Regions from separate parts of the Anser cygnoides genome. Here region 2 is linked to region 1. Evidence: chromatin contacts called from public Hi-C data. All regions are on one chromosome and are shown on one strand. The core of a region is the stretch at or near the end of the contact, and the rest is flanking DNA. Distances in the headings are between cores, read along the strand shown. Region 1 overlaps TCF20 (transcription factor 20). Region 2 holds the start of TCF20 (transcription factor 20).

Region 1 (6,813 bases), core at 1,812-4,311:
GAGAGCCATAAAAAACATTTTTGCTACCTGATTTTAGGTACTGGAAAAGGGAAGAGGTGGTTGGTCTCAGTCCAGTCTCTATCAGCAGATAAACCACAGGACATTCCACCAACTGATGCTAGCTGACCCTTCAGAAACTTAGGTTGCTGAACGCAATCCTTCGTGTCTCAGAGACCCATCGCAGCATTAATTAACCCCAATCCTCACACAGCCCGTTAAGGTACACACTGCAGCCTGAGAATTTAGCACTGCCAAAAACATTCCTGAATCTTTGGAATTTATAAGAACTCTGGTTCCAAAAACATTGGTCTAATACCCTCTGTAAGTATAAAATATAATTGAACAGGTTATGAAAAAAATGTAAATGTATGCTTTAATTAAAAAGCCACCCCACCCAAACAGAGATCTGGCATACCCTGTGTCAAGAGGCAAGACATGCCTAAGCCAGCTATAAACTCCTAAATATACCCTTACCTCAAATTATAGGGGAGCCAAGCAAACAGCATGAAAATTATTCAACTTTATTACATCTTATGCCCTCATTCCAGATAGCAACGTGCCAAGCTGGTAGAGTAGCAACAGGAATTGTGCAGTACAGTTCCTATGAAGCGACCCTTCTAAAAGGAGCAACTATTGTCATTTTGCTGCGCTTCATGGGTGGTTTAGTTAAGCATGACCTAAAAAGGAAGGCAGAAGAGGGGTATGCAGTGATTTGCTTTTTAATACTGTACTAAGAACCCAAATGGACTTTGTTGCACACGTTTCTACGATGGCAAAAGGAGAAAGTAACCCCAAAACCTGCACATTCCAGTCATTTTCCTATAGACTTTATACCTCTAACAATCACATATAGAACCGTATTAAGAATGCTTTCACTTACACTGTTTAAGCTTTTAAGTTTAATCCAAGTATCCTTTACGATGTAAGAACGGTTAATCTCTCTCCAGTTCTTCAGCCAAAGGTTAAAGAAACTTCTGACAATAAAGAGTTCTCCTCTACAAGTAATACGCAAGCGAGTTTTCTGTTTGATTTTAATAACCTTCACTTCTTACTTATGCATTACAGAAACAGATTTATTGCTTTCATAAAAATTCACCTCGGGCCTTCTTTACAAAGCATTAATAACTAAGAAAAGCGCCCCTCTCCCTCCCTAAAAATCTGACCTCCTGTTAAAGACACTCAACCAAGCTGCTCCAAGCGCTTCCATACTGAGAAGCATCTTCAACCTGCCCCAGGCTGGAAAGGTACATTAAAGTACGCATTTCAGGAGAAAAAAAAGAAAAAAAAAACAGGGTCCATAATTCCCAAAGCCTCTGAAACCTGATTTAGAGATCAAAGCCCAAGCTATGTCAAAACGCATACTATTCTACTCAAAAAGATGCTAACAAATTTAAAGCTAAGTAGGCTAGAGAATACCAAACTTGCAAGAAGGTCCAAAAACCTCCCCTAGACATTTAAGTGCATTAATACAAAGCCCCAAAGCTATCAGTTTGTCTGAGGTTATTCCCAAAACCGTAAGCAATGAAAATGTACAGTAGCAAGTCATATTTTTGACATAAAAGGTGTTGTCATCCTCCCCCTCAGAAAGCATAGTACCTTACTTGCTAACTTAACCAGGAGAAAGTTAAGAAAATACAAAAATATGCATTCCACATGCCAGCAATTTACAGAAGTGGACAAATACTATCCTCCTCTCCTTGTACTATTAACAAAGTTTATTAAGAGAAAGGTGACTGATAAATACTCTTTTTTCGTTTCTTTTTGGTAGTTATACTTTCTGCAGTATTTTAATGTAGATGACTATTTATGTGTGAACCGAACCTAATGCAGAGATGGATTTAAAAAAAATACAGCTTCATACAACTCAAGGTAAAGGAAACAAATCCACATTTTGTAGGGCGGCACACTGAAGGCAAAAAGCTTTCAGCCAAGTGAAAACTTAAAATGCTTAATATTGTTCTGTGTAACACATATGCTCCACCAAACGGACACCTCTTCCTGAACTGAATTTAACAAATATGCTGCATCTGTAACGCGAAGGTTGCTGCATGTCCATCATCAATCCGCTCTGGGCAAGCGGAAAGGTTGAGCAAAGCCGGGTTAAAGGTGCGCCAACTGCTACACGCGCAGCTATTGATCAGGAAGCACGCTGGAAAGCAAGGACTGCTCGGAATTATCCGTGGAATCAACAGATGGCAACAGCCACTGCAGACACGAATAGCTTTCAAAACACTAACCTAAACATAGAAAGCTCAGAAACTGATCCTCAGTCCCCTCGCAGGCATCTCGCTTTTTTCTTTTCCCCTCCTGTTTTCAGAGACGGAGAAGAGAAGCAGAATGGTGTGGGAAACGATGCCAGGATTCAAGCAGGCTGCCTGCCCTCCTAACGGAGGTGTAACGCTACGGGTAAGAGCCACAGCACAGAGCCACGGCAGTCCACCCACCGAGACGAGGGATTCTGGCGGTGCCAACCCCCCCCGCGCAGGCAGACGCTTGTTGATTCGCACACAACCGCAGCCCCATTTCCAACTTCACAACGCAGCCCCGGTGCCACCGGCCGGCTCCGGTACCGGCTTACATAACTTTCCCGTAGTCCTCCCTGGAGGTAAGGAAAACCAGCTCCCGGCAGCACCGCCAGCGGCCCGGCCGCGCTCCGCCAACGGAGGCCAGGTCAACCCTGCCGAGGGGCCGGGACCACCGGGCACCCCGGGCGGGCCCCGAGCCCCAGAGGCAGGCCCACGGCCGCCGGCTCCCTGCAGGAATAAAGGGGGAGGGGGGGGGTGAAGCGGTCCGGGGGCACCTCCCGGGGCCGGGGGCACCTCCCGGGGCCCGGCCCTTACCTGCGGCCCTCCCCGCCCCCCCACCCCGTGCCGCGGGAGGCGGGCGCGGGGCGGGGGCGCTCAGCGGCGGGGCCCGGCTGCGGGCCGGGGGGGGCCCGGCGGCGGCGGCGGCGGCGGGGGGCTGGCGGGCTGCATCCTGGCCGCGCGCGCACACGCCGCACGCGCACGCACGCGCACGCAGGAAATAACACGGGGTCACCTGACCCCCGCCCAGCCAATGGCGGCGGCCGCTCGGCGCCAGCGGGAACGGCGCGCGAGGCGGCGGGTCCCGGCCGGGCGGAGGGGAGGTGGGGGTGGGTGGCGAGCGGAGCGTGCGCGCGCGCGCCCGGCGGTGTGTATCTGTGCGTGCGCGCGCACGCGGTGGCGGGAGGGAGGGAGCGTCCCTCCCCCCCCCTCCCCCAAGGGACCTCCCCAACATGGAGGCCGGGCGCGGGCTGCGCGCTGAGCTGCTCCCGGCTCCCGCTTCGGAACCGCCTCAGCAGCCGAATAAACGCTCTTATAAACACCCTCAGCGCTCCCGAGGTTCCTACAGACCGTGGACTGGGGGGGGGGGGGGTGGTTAGGGGCGCCTGGTGGTGCTGCTGCGGCTGAGGAGCTGAAGTTTGGCCAACGTTCACCGCTCGTGGTGGCTTTCCCTCAGGGACGTGACAGAAATGAGGGGACGGGCGGGGAGCTCCGCCGAGCCGATGCGATGGGCTCAGGAGCTGCCCTGTTTGCCCAGCCTTGTTCGCCCAGGTCCTCGGCACACATCATCCTCCTGTAGCCAGCCTTATCTGAGGGAGGGCCGCGGCTCCCAGCTCACCCCAAAAAGCAACGACCTGCCGAGAAGGGCTGTCCTCAAAGCACCGGCGGCTCCCCCGCGGGTGTCCTGCTCCGTGAAAAATAAATGCGAAACACCACGCCGCGCACTTTGCGTTATCTGTCAAAATCAGTTCTGAGACCGGCTGAGATTCCGTTGGGATAAGGCTGCAACGATGGCAGCTGGCCGGGAAAACCACCGGGCGCGTCCGACAAGCGCTGCTTCCATTTCTCGTCGAGGGCAGGTAGACAACCACGTGGCCAAAGAGAGCGCCCAGGAAGGACTCGCCTGCTCCTCCGCTCCTCTTTGGGCTCAGCACAAGGCCAGGAATCCTCCTCTCGGAGCCAAGCCCGCTGCTGTGATCCGTGCCTTATCTCCCTCGGATTAGCTTACTGCGGCGTGCCCCGCGTGCGCTACCTGGGGATCGCGGCTGGGCACACGGGCGCTGCGTTACGAGGCACGCTGCTCCTCCCGCCGTGCGGCGTGCCCGTGCTCTCGCCAGCACTTGTTGCCCGCTTGCAAGCAGTGTTTCAGGCGTGGTGCCTCCCTCGTGGGAGGTGGAAGTCATTCACTGCCTCCTTCGTCTGGAGCAGAGGCTCCGCCAGCGCATTCGCCGCGACAAGCCGTTACTTTACTCCCGTCACAAACAGCCCTAATCTCGTCGACTCTCACCGCATGCTAAAAGCTTGGTGCAAGCAGCATTCCCTCTGGGGCTGGAGGACGGTGATAAAAGCCGTAATGGGGTGGGGGAACTCGATAAGGGTTTTATAATTTGATTTTCCATTATCTGTTTTCTGATTCTGAAGGGAAATGTCAATTGAGGTCAATCCTTTATGTAGATTTATAAGGCAGGAGTGCTTCGAGTGCTTTACCTTAAGTTAAACTTAAACGTACCTTAAAGTAAAACCCTTTAGTATATAGAAATACATGAAAACACAGCTTATTTATACATGCTTGGTGTATCGAGGTATTTCTTACCTCACGTACAAAATGAAGTTGCAGCATGAACAGAGAAAGTTATGCCCAAAAAAATGCTATAAAACTGTAAGAGAGCTAGCAATCACAAGTCAAAAATTTCTCAAAGGCGCAAAAGTAAGTGAATTTGCATCCTTAAATACCTGGATCTCTGTCTGCTTCACCACAGTGCTTCCATCTCTGCTACTAACGGGTGTCGTAAAGGAAGCACAAGAGGAGTCAGGTTTTAAAAAATCTAAAACCTCAACATCTTACAAGGATAAACTGAAGTTGTTTAAAAAGAAAAAAAAAACAGGCTATAAATGCAGGCAAATTCCACACTATCGTCAGCTGTTACACTACAGCAGGCATCACTGGTAACCTACAGGATCACCTGAAGTCTAGAATGAAAACAAAAGAACCAAAATATATTAATTAACTATCACGTGAGCACAGATGCCATCTACTTTGTTGCTTTTGAAGTGATGTATTGGGCCTTAAGATACAACCCCACTGAGCTTAATGGAGAATTTAATTCTCTCAGAACCTAATTTTTGGCTGTCTGCAGACTCCGGAAGAAAAACCACCGTCATTAGTATACCTTGTTCACATCACCAGTTTTTTTCCTTGCCACTGAATGCTTCGCTTTCTTTCCAGAAGAAAGAAATTCAACCTTCTGACTTACCCATTCAGTGACAACTACTCAACGATGATCAGTTACACAAAATATTGTTATAAATAAAACATCGTTAGGACTAACAGAGAAAGCAATCCCGTTATGCTCCTGTTGGGCTCTGACCCCGCAGATGGGTGACCAGGGCTGGTATCTAGCATCCACGCGAGCAGTTCTAGTTCAGCATAAAGCCATCAATAGTATCCACACGCGCTTAAAGCAACTTATAAGCAAATTGCTCTTCAGTTCTTAAAAGAGGAAAAAAAGAGAACAGGGATTTAAGGCCAAAATCGGTCACTTACCAAAATAAACCCTTAAAGGACCAATTTTAAAATCAACGGAACAAACTAAAGAGGTTTGCATGTAAATTTCCAGCAAATACATTCTGTAATCAGAAAGTAAGTCCTATAAATTGAGCAGATGCACCGCACCACCCTCATAAGACTGAAGTCCCTGCTTTGTGTGGAAGGAAATCAGCTCAGCCCTAATCGTCTGCAGCCGCTGCAGGACCACCACCACAAAACCCTCCCAAGCTCTGCCTGCGTCCCCGTAGACATCTTTTCCTCCCACCTAATCAAAGTGCTTGCACACGAACAAGCCAGAGATGGGAAGGAAAATAGCCTCGAGACTTGAAACCCTCCCTTACGAAGGATGGGAGGTTCTGGGTGAAATTAAGCCCCATAAATAGCCCTTGGGGTTAGAGTCACTGTTCCTACACGCCCTGCTGCCTTCTCACATATGGAAACAGCAAGGACTCTCTCGGCGGATATGAGCTCTGCCAATGGCAAAAGCAAACGTTTTTTTCCTGTTATGCCTTAATGTAAGGCTTACCTTGCACATCCCTTTCCCCTCTCCCACAGATCCCTGAGAAAAATCTCCCTCTGACCCTGAGAGGACTGACAAATGGAGATGGAGAGTCTCCTTCTGTCTTTGAGGTCACCACTTCTGATCTAGCCATAATTCAGTGATTACTCAGTTGCTATGGCTCTGCAGGAGCATACATCAGCAGCTTGGGGGGGGGAAAGGAAGGAGTGCCCGGTTCCTGACCTCCACCACACCTCATCTCCACACCCCCCTGAGCTCCCTCTGCCTGAAAGGGGGGAGGACTGCAGCCCGGCTGCAAGGGATGCAGCCTGTGGGACTGAGAACAAGTCTGTGGGTAACAGGTGCTGGAAAGGCTCGGGGCGCCCCAGTGTTTCTTAGCCGAAAGAGGATGTCTGAACGCAGCTGGCGGGGTCCTCTGAGAGATTTCTGAGAGATTTCTTCTCCTTTATGAAAGGTTTCATTGCTGATGAAAAGCATTGAACCAGCAGCACCAGAAGGCTGAAGGCTCCAGAGTCAGGCACGCAGATTTCTTACAGGCGCGAAAACCGTCCCCTCAAAGCACTGCCCTCATCCTAATCCTTCCCCCGTTACACAACTCCGTGTCACGCACAGGCTCACCGCTGCACTTTTACAGCTTTCATCTCGAGGCACTTAGATGCTAGGGGAATGGGCATTAGAGACTAGCTTGAAGACAGATGATACAAAAGATGACAGCGAGATCA
Region 2 (6,899 bases), core at 1,749-4,248, 62 kb after region 1:
AGGCTGAGAATTTCATTTCTGAGCTTGGGAGATCTGCGGCGGAGACGGAGCCACTGATATTTTTCTAATATAAGGAACATATAAGATGCCTAGAATTTGATAGCTGCTTTTTAATTAAATTGAAATAAGTAAATCACAGCCCGTTGCCATGGAGAATGAACAGACACAGCCTCTTGACTCCAGGGCAGGATCAAGCAGGAGAGGCAGACAAGGCTGTGAAATTAAAAACACCTATTTTAAAGCAAATGGTCTTGATAATTAGCAAAAAATGTGGCATAGGGAAATAATATAACCATATGGCAGGAAGTGGTTTTCAAGGTGAACTACAAAGCTGTTTTAAATAAATGAATAAACTGCTGGAGCTGCTGGGTCACTCGCAGAACCATATACGCAGGATTAGACGTCATTTAAAAAAATATACAACAAAAAAAAAAGTAATTAGCTCTTCTTTTCACTTTCCTGCCTGTAGTCTACATCTGTGTTTGTTCTTATTTTTAAGGACTTGTTTCAAGCGATTAACGTTTGCACCTATTTGCAGCTACCAGCGAGCCGTCAAACTCGCGCGTTTTCAAAAGCCTTGCAGCTCACCCTGAAGCGAGAACCAAGTTTGTAGGATATAAAACCTTTTATCTCTTCCTCGGTGTCATTACACAATCCCAGCCAGGTCATCCGACGCTAATAATCGCTCCTGAAGCCGCGCGTCTCCGCGATGACTTCCGCGACAGAGAGAGAGCCGGGGGGGTCACGCACACCACGCGCCGGACCCCGCGATGCCCCGCTGCAGAAGAGGAGCTCGGAGGGACGGGGAGGCTGAGCGCGGCATCCCCCCTGCTCCTGCTCCTGCCCGCTGCCAGCTCACCCTTCAAAGGCTGTGCGCGAAGAGGGGGCCGGAGAGTTTGTGCTGCTCCTGCTCTGCAGGCAGGCTGTCTCGTGGCCGTTGTCCCTGCCCTCTCAAACCCCTTCTGGTCTGCTCAGATATGAAAGGCGCACAGCGAGAGGTTCCCTCATTACCTTTCTGAGCCCAGACAGAGCAAACCTGGGCGAGACTGTCTTACGGTTTCCAGCGAGCATATGGCCAAAGTGCATCAAATTCATAATAGCTTAAAAATACTTGAAATAAATTCTACCCGATGACTCAGTTTCAAAAATGTGCCGTGCATATTTTTTTTTTAAAGGGAAGGGACAGGCAAACTAATCTTCACTTCAAACCTCTCGCCCAGTCTAGGGCAAAAACCAACCTTTCCTCCTTATTTTGTAAGGGCACAAGCTGGCAGCCACAGCCATTAGTCTTCCACAGCAGCTAATGACCCACACGAAGCAAACTGTCAGGATCCCAGTCCAGGTCCTTGTGACACAGCTGGTTACATTAAAAACAGTCATATCTTCAGCGCTAATCAGCAGAAGCTGAGCTGGCTATTGACAGATTCTCCCCTGGTCCGTCCCCCCCATGACCAAGAAACAGCCTGCACAGGGAAGGGAGCCAGGATAGGAACTGTAGATAAAAGAAGGGCTGGGGGAAAAAACAAGCCCTCACAATCAGTATTCCCTGCTCACCGTTTTGCCCCAAGTTTGGAGGGTTTACTGCTATAACCGAAGTCACACTAGGTAAGATTTGTAGCTTCCATTAAAAATAAACTCGAGGCCCAAGCCTGCACGAAGAAGCGCATAAACCTGCACATCGGGTCCACCCTGCAGAGTGCTGCCGAGGACCCCAGCGCCACCCCGGGCAAGCCCTGGGGCATGGGCAGCACGAAGGGGCCAGCTCTCAGTCCTCGAGCGCCGGACGCCCCGGCCCTGAACAGGGCAGCATCAACAGGGCTTGGTCCTGCCCTCAGAGGCCCTGGGCACACAGGGGACAGCGGTGGCTTGCTCCTCCTCGCCCCTTAGCTTCTCTTGTTTTGAATTCTGATTTAAGGAGCGTTAGTTAGCACCAGCACGGCCAGCCCAGCGCCTTCCCTTGGAAGGGAACCGCGGTTTCTCCTCGGTCCCCACAAGCCAAGATAAGCGCTGGAAGGAAGCCACCGTCCCAGGGGCACTCCCAGCTGGACAGAGCCGGGGCACGCGGCCACCCAGCGCACGAGGAAGACGCTGGCCGAGCTCAGGAGTGGATTATTTCAGTATCACAGCAGCGAGGGTCACGGGCCAAGAAGGAAATTGAAAAAGGAGAACAACAACAACAACAAGAAGCAGCTGGCCTCCGACGCCAGCTCCGGCCGTGCCACCGTCTCCGCTCCCAGCGGGGTCTCCGGCCCGAAGCCTTTGTCGCCGGAGGACGGCGTCACCCCCGTGTCACCCACGGGCACTGTCGACAACTTCAAGTCACGGTCCCGGCGGGCACGTACGTCCCAGGGAAAAGGCAGCTGGTGCCAGGACGGTGCTTTAACAGGACATGGGATCACCGCAACGCTCATCCCAGAAGGTCAGGGTGGGCTGGGGGGGCATGCAAGGAGGGGGGAAGCGACGCACGGGGCTGCACAGCGCTCCCCATAAAGCATCCACGCGTGGGGAAGGAAGCAAGCGGCGGGGCACGGCGGCCGGGACACCCACGGAGCCCGTGACCGAGGCACCCCACAGCACGCGTGGGGCCCCCAATTCCCCACAGATATAGGGGATATGGGGGGGGGGGGGGGGGGGCTGGTGTTGCGGCTGCCGTACCCAAACCCACAGCAAACCCCGCGCACCGAGGGAGGGGGGGGTGGAGGGGAAGAGAATAAAAAGTCACCTCCAGCGGGGAGAAGGGGGGAGGACCCGGACCCGGCCCCAGACCCGCCGCCCCCCCCGTGCCCCCCGCTCACCTGGCGGGGCCGCCCCTCACCGTGCCATGGCGGCACGGCCCGGCCCGGCCCGGCCCTTCCCGCGGCGGGGAGCGGGGCTCCCGGTTCTTTGTTGCGCGGCGGGGAGCGGGGCACGGATCCTGTCACGTCATGTGACCCGCCGGGGGTGTCGGCTTTTTTTTTTTTTTTTTTCCCTCCTTTTTCTTTTTTTTGGCTTTATTTATTTATTATTTATTCCTTCCCTCCCTCCCTCCCTCCCTCCCTCCCCCCCACCCCAGCCCGCCCGCCCAGCCGCCCACCCTTCGGGCCGTGAGGTGGCTGCCGGCGGAGCGGCGGCGGCCGGGGAGGAGGAGCCGCGGGCGGGGAGGGCTCCCTCGGCGGGGCCGGCGGCGGCTCGGGCTCGGGCTGGGGCTCGGGGGCGGGCTCCGGCGTCGCCCAGCGCTGCCTGCGGGCGGCGGCGGGGCAGGGCCGGGCCCGTGCCCGTGTCCCGGGGCCTGGCGCCGCTCCCCCGGGCCGGGAGGGCCCGAGCTGGGCCTGCCCCCGGCGGGGGTGGGTGTCGGGCGCTGCCCGGGCCGCCGCAGGGGGTTTTGTCGTTTAAGAGCCCCGCAGGGGTTTCTCGTCGGCGTGTCGGCTCCTTTTTGTGCGTGGTTTTGGGGATTTGGTGCTTGGTGGTTTTTATTTTGGAGCCGTGCGAGATTTCCGTGTCTGGCGCCTCACGCAGCTGGCCGCTCCGGGCAGCCTTCGGTCCCCTCCTGTTGTGCGTTGGGCTCCTCTGTGGCTCTCCGCGCCCCACAGCACCAGCTTCCCCACGAGCTGGAGCCAAAACACATCACGCTGCCAAGCCGGGCCACACATGGGAAGCGCGCACTGCGTATTCCGATCAGAAACAGCTCAGAAAAGCTGGGACTCCTTCGTCAAGTACAGCCACAAATGCAATGCGCGGCTTCCCCTCGGCTCAATCCCCAAGGTGGCTCTTACCCCAACACCAGCTTTCTAGGCACCACGACTGACGCACAAACATGGCAGCCCACGAGCCAGAGCCTCTGCGAGAGCACTCAGGCCGTAAAACCGCCTCCGTAAAGCTGATGCGCTCAGCAGCCGCCCAGACCACACCAAGGAGCCGCGAGGCTCGGCCAGCCCTGCCGGGACTCCTCCACCTGCTCCGAGGGGAGCGCTGGCGGCTGCTCTACCACCGAGGTCACGCTTTGGCAAAACACGTAGGTGCCTGCTGCGTTAAAGACGCAACAGCAGCCAGAGCAATTTTAGAAAATCATTTTTTTCAAGGAATCAAATTTTGTTTGGTGTTTGTCCAGTGCGACCGATGTTAAAAAGGTCTGGCAAAGTCTCCGACCACATTAGCTTGCTGCCAATTTGTTTTTCTGCTCTTAATTTTAGAGTCTACTGTAACATTCCCCCTCCCGCGACCACATTTCCCTGATAGCGATAATATTACATGCTAAAATCCACACACAAATTAATCTTTTAAATGACAATCTCCATTTGAAAGATTTTTTCCCCACTGCCTCTCCTCCTAACCTTCAGCCTCTCCCTTTCCCAGCTCATTACAGGAAGCAAATCTGCAGATGAAAACATGAAATAGAACCAGATCCCGCCAGAGCATCAAACATGAAATACGCCAGCGCCACTCCACAGACGGCATAATCAATGCCCTTCTTCCCACAGCAAAACCACCGAAATTCTTTGTTCCTGCGCATAGTCGTCCCAAATCGCTACAGTTCATCACTTCCTCCAGCAGATGAGATACCCCCCCAGAAACCATGTGAGTGAAAACGAATAATTGCCATCTTAGAATGAGTGCGTACAGGCAGCCAATAAAGGACAGAAACACAAACTCATCATTAGCAGAATGTTGTGTTGGAAAATAACAACCCTCGCCCCTCAGTCCTTATCCCAAAGGAGACCTGCAAAATACTCCCAGAAGATAAATCTCATAATTTAAACTTGTCAGCCCCTAGATACTGAAACTCATGGGTCTAACAGAGGTGTTGCTTTCTTAGCCCACTGCAGCCTCCCTGCTGACCTCTCCCTTTGTCACCCGCACAAACAACCCTTTCTTCACTAGTGGTCCAGCAGAGAACTAGCAGCTTGTCAGTCACTTCTGCTCACACCCTTTTGCACTCCATAGGTGCTCCTTTTTTTTTTTTCTCAAGTGGTCAAATTGATTAATATAATTAGATTAAACTAAGAGCAATTGCATCTAGCCTGTAGTTAGCTTGAATTTTGCTGCTTTCTGTCAGATCTGATAAAAAGACCCTGAGCCCAAAAGCTTGTTTGCTTTTTCCAGTTATATCAGTTGATCTAATAAAAGATATTACCTTTCTCCACAAACCTTGCTTCCCTAGGATCTTCAGACCATCACAGCTACAACAACAACACTTTTACTGTCTTGCCTGCTCTAACTGATTCTTCTAGATTCTCTTATCTATAAAATAGAATAAGATAAAACATATTCTGTATCGATTCTTATGCTGTTTTCACAACCATAATATTCAAGTACCTTCTAGGACTACATTAACTGATCAACTGTCACGTGTAGGGTTTGTTTTTCTTTGTCTTGTTCTCTCTCCCCAGGAAGAAAATGATGCACAGAGCAGTGTTTTGGTTCTGTGAGTTGCTTTTTTTTCCCTCCTCTATTCTTGTTGCTCTGCATTTGTAGCAGAGAAAATGAGGATGATGGCAATTTCTGTGATAGACCTTATTTCCCAGGGAAGTTAATTTCAGAGTGTTGAGCCACCCGTAGAAAGATGTCTCCTGCACAACGGAACATTATAATATGTCATTCCCAACCAGAGAAAAGCTAATCTGTATTCTTGACACTTGGGACAGAAACTTCCTAAGAAAAAAACAGCTTTTTCCCTTCTCCAGAAAAAGAGTTTCGACCCGTGATCCTCAGTATGCGAGGTTCCGACAGATTGCTGCGAATTATTAACATACAGGCCAGCACTCTGTACAGCTATAAACAGGAATGTCTGGAAACCACAAAGGGTAACATACCTTTTAATCGCACTGAAACACGCGGCCATAGGGCTGCTGGGAGGGAGACGGTGGAAATAAATTATTTCATGCTAAAACACAGAGAGCGTTTACTCATGTGTAAGGAGTCACGCTGCCGCTCCTCACAGAGGAACCCTAAGCAATCCCACGTGTCTGAAAGGCAGTAGGTACAACATACGAGCTACTGAAAGGTAGAAACTGAGGTGAAGAGAGGAATCATCTGTGCTCAAGCACTGAAAGCAGAAATACCAGAAGACCTCAGGGAGACAGTAGACAGCAGATTTAATATGTTTTTGCAATGTGATACGGCAGCAAAAATCATGCAGTTAATTTAATTTGGGGTTGTAAAGGCAGAGACCTCTTCTCAGAGATATAGGCAATAGTCCCATTTTTTAATATAGTGGCAAGACCGCAGTTTGAAGACATGTTTAGTTCTGGACAGCTCGGTGCTAGCTAGATGTCAACAACTTGGAGGGAAATAAATAAAAAAAAAAGGAACATAAAATGATAAAAAAGCTGGAAGGGATTACAGTGTGTGTAGGTTGGCCAAATAACAACTGTGAAGAGCATCATGGGAATTGTGTGCGAGAATTTCAGGGTGCAGAAACACCAGGGAGCGAGAAAGGCTGCTTAGGGTTGTCTGATGGAGTATAAATGATATCCATGTAAATGAAATGAAGCAAAGGAATCATTAATCTGCAAGACAGCATCTCAGAGGAGCTCCCATCACCTGAGTCACAGAAGACAATCAAGAAACAGTGACTGCAGGAAGGGATTAGATGAGGACGGTGTGCCTGTGGGCTGTCTCATCCCTGCCCGTCTAGCTGCTCGCTAACTGGGACATCTGCAGAGCAATAGGTCCCAGCCCTGTACGTCGTGGAAACTTTCCCTTTCAACTCCATTGCTGGAGATACTTGAAGACCAAATAACCATGCTAAGTTCCAGCAGGTGACCATGGAAGGAGTGCTGTATTCACAGCGATCCAGGGGGTGAAAAACTTCAGAGTTTTTCCCTTTTACCACTGGGATTTTCTGGAGATGTCACTGGCTCATCGTCTGGTAAGGACGGCGGTGACACCACTCCTGTGTTTTAATATTGTCATCATGACGT

The links. A called contact is a pair of places that touch in the nucleus more often than the background predicts.
Region 2: a Hi-C map of liver shows a contact between it and region 1, with 1.9 times the contacts expected there. The contact joins the promoter of TCF20 here to the enhancer-like site in region 1. A contact is called at or near these places in 3 of 7 Hi-C or Micro-C datasets (all in liver).

The regions. Positions count from the first base shown.
Region 1 is chr1:44,277,565-44,284,377 of Taihu_goose_T2T_genome, forward strand. All of the region lies in intron 2 of TCF20 (transcription factor 20), which reads right to left. Among named protein-coding and RNA genes, the nearest start is that of TCF20, 62 kb to the right of the region's middle. Within about 2 kb of position 3,062, at least 3 of the 3 cell types and tissues checked have open chromatin away from gene starts, as enhancers often do. A contact at or near this core is called in liver, where this site is marked.
Region 2 is chr1:44,339,618-44,346,516 of Taihu_goose_T2T_genome, forward strand. It overlaps TCF20 (transcription factor 20), which reads right to left and starts at 2,999. Exons shown (of 8, transcript XM_066990189.1): 1 at 2,796-2,999. It overlaps LOC106046234 (a long non-coding RNA gene), which reads left to right and starts at 1,868. Exons shown (of 3, transcript XR_010828569.1): 1 at 1,868-2,419; 2 at 4,333-4,554; 3 at 5,138-6,899.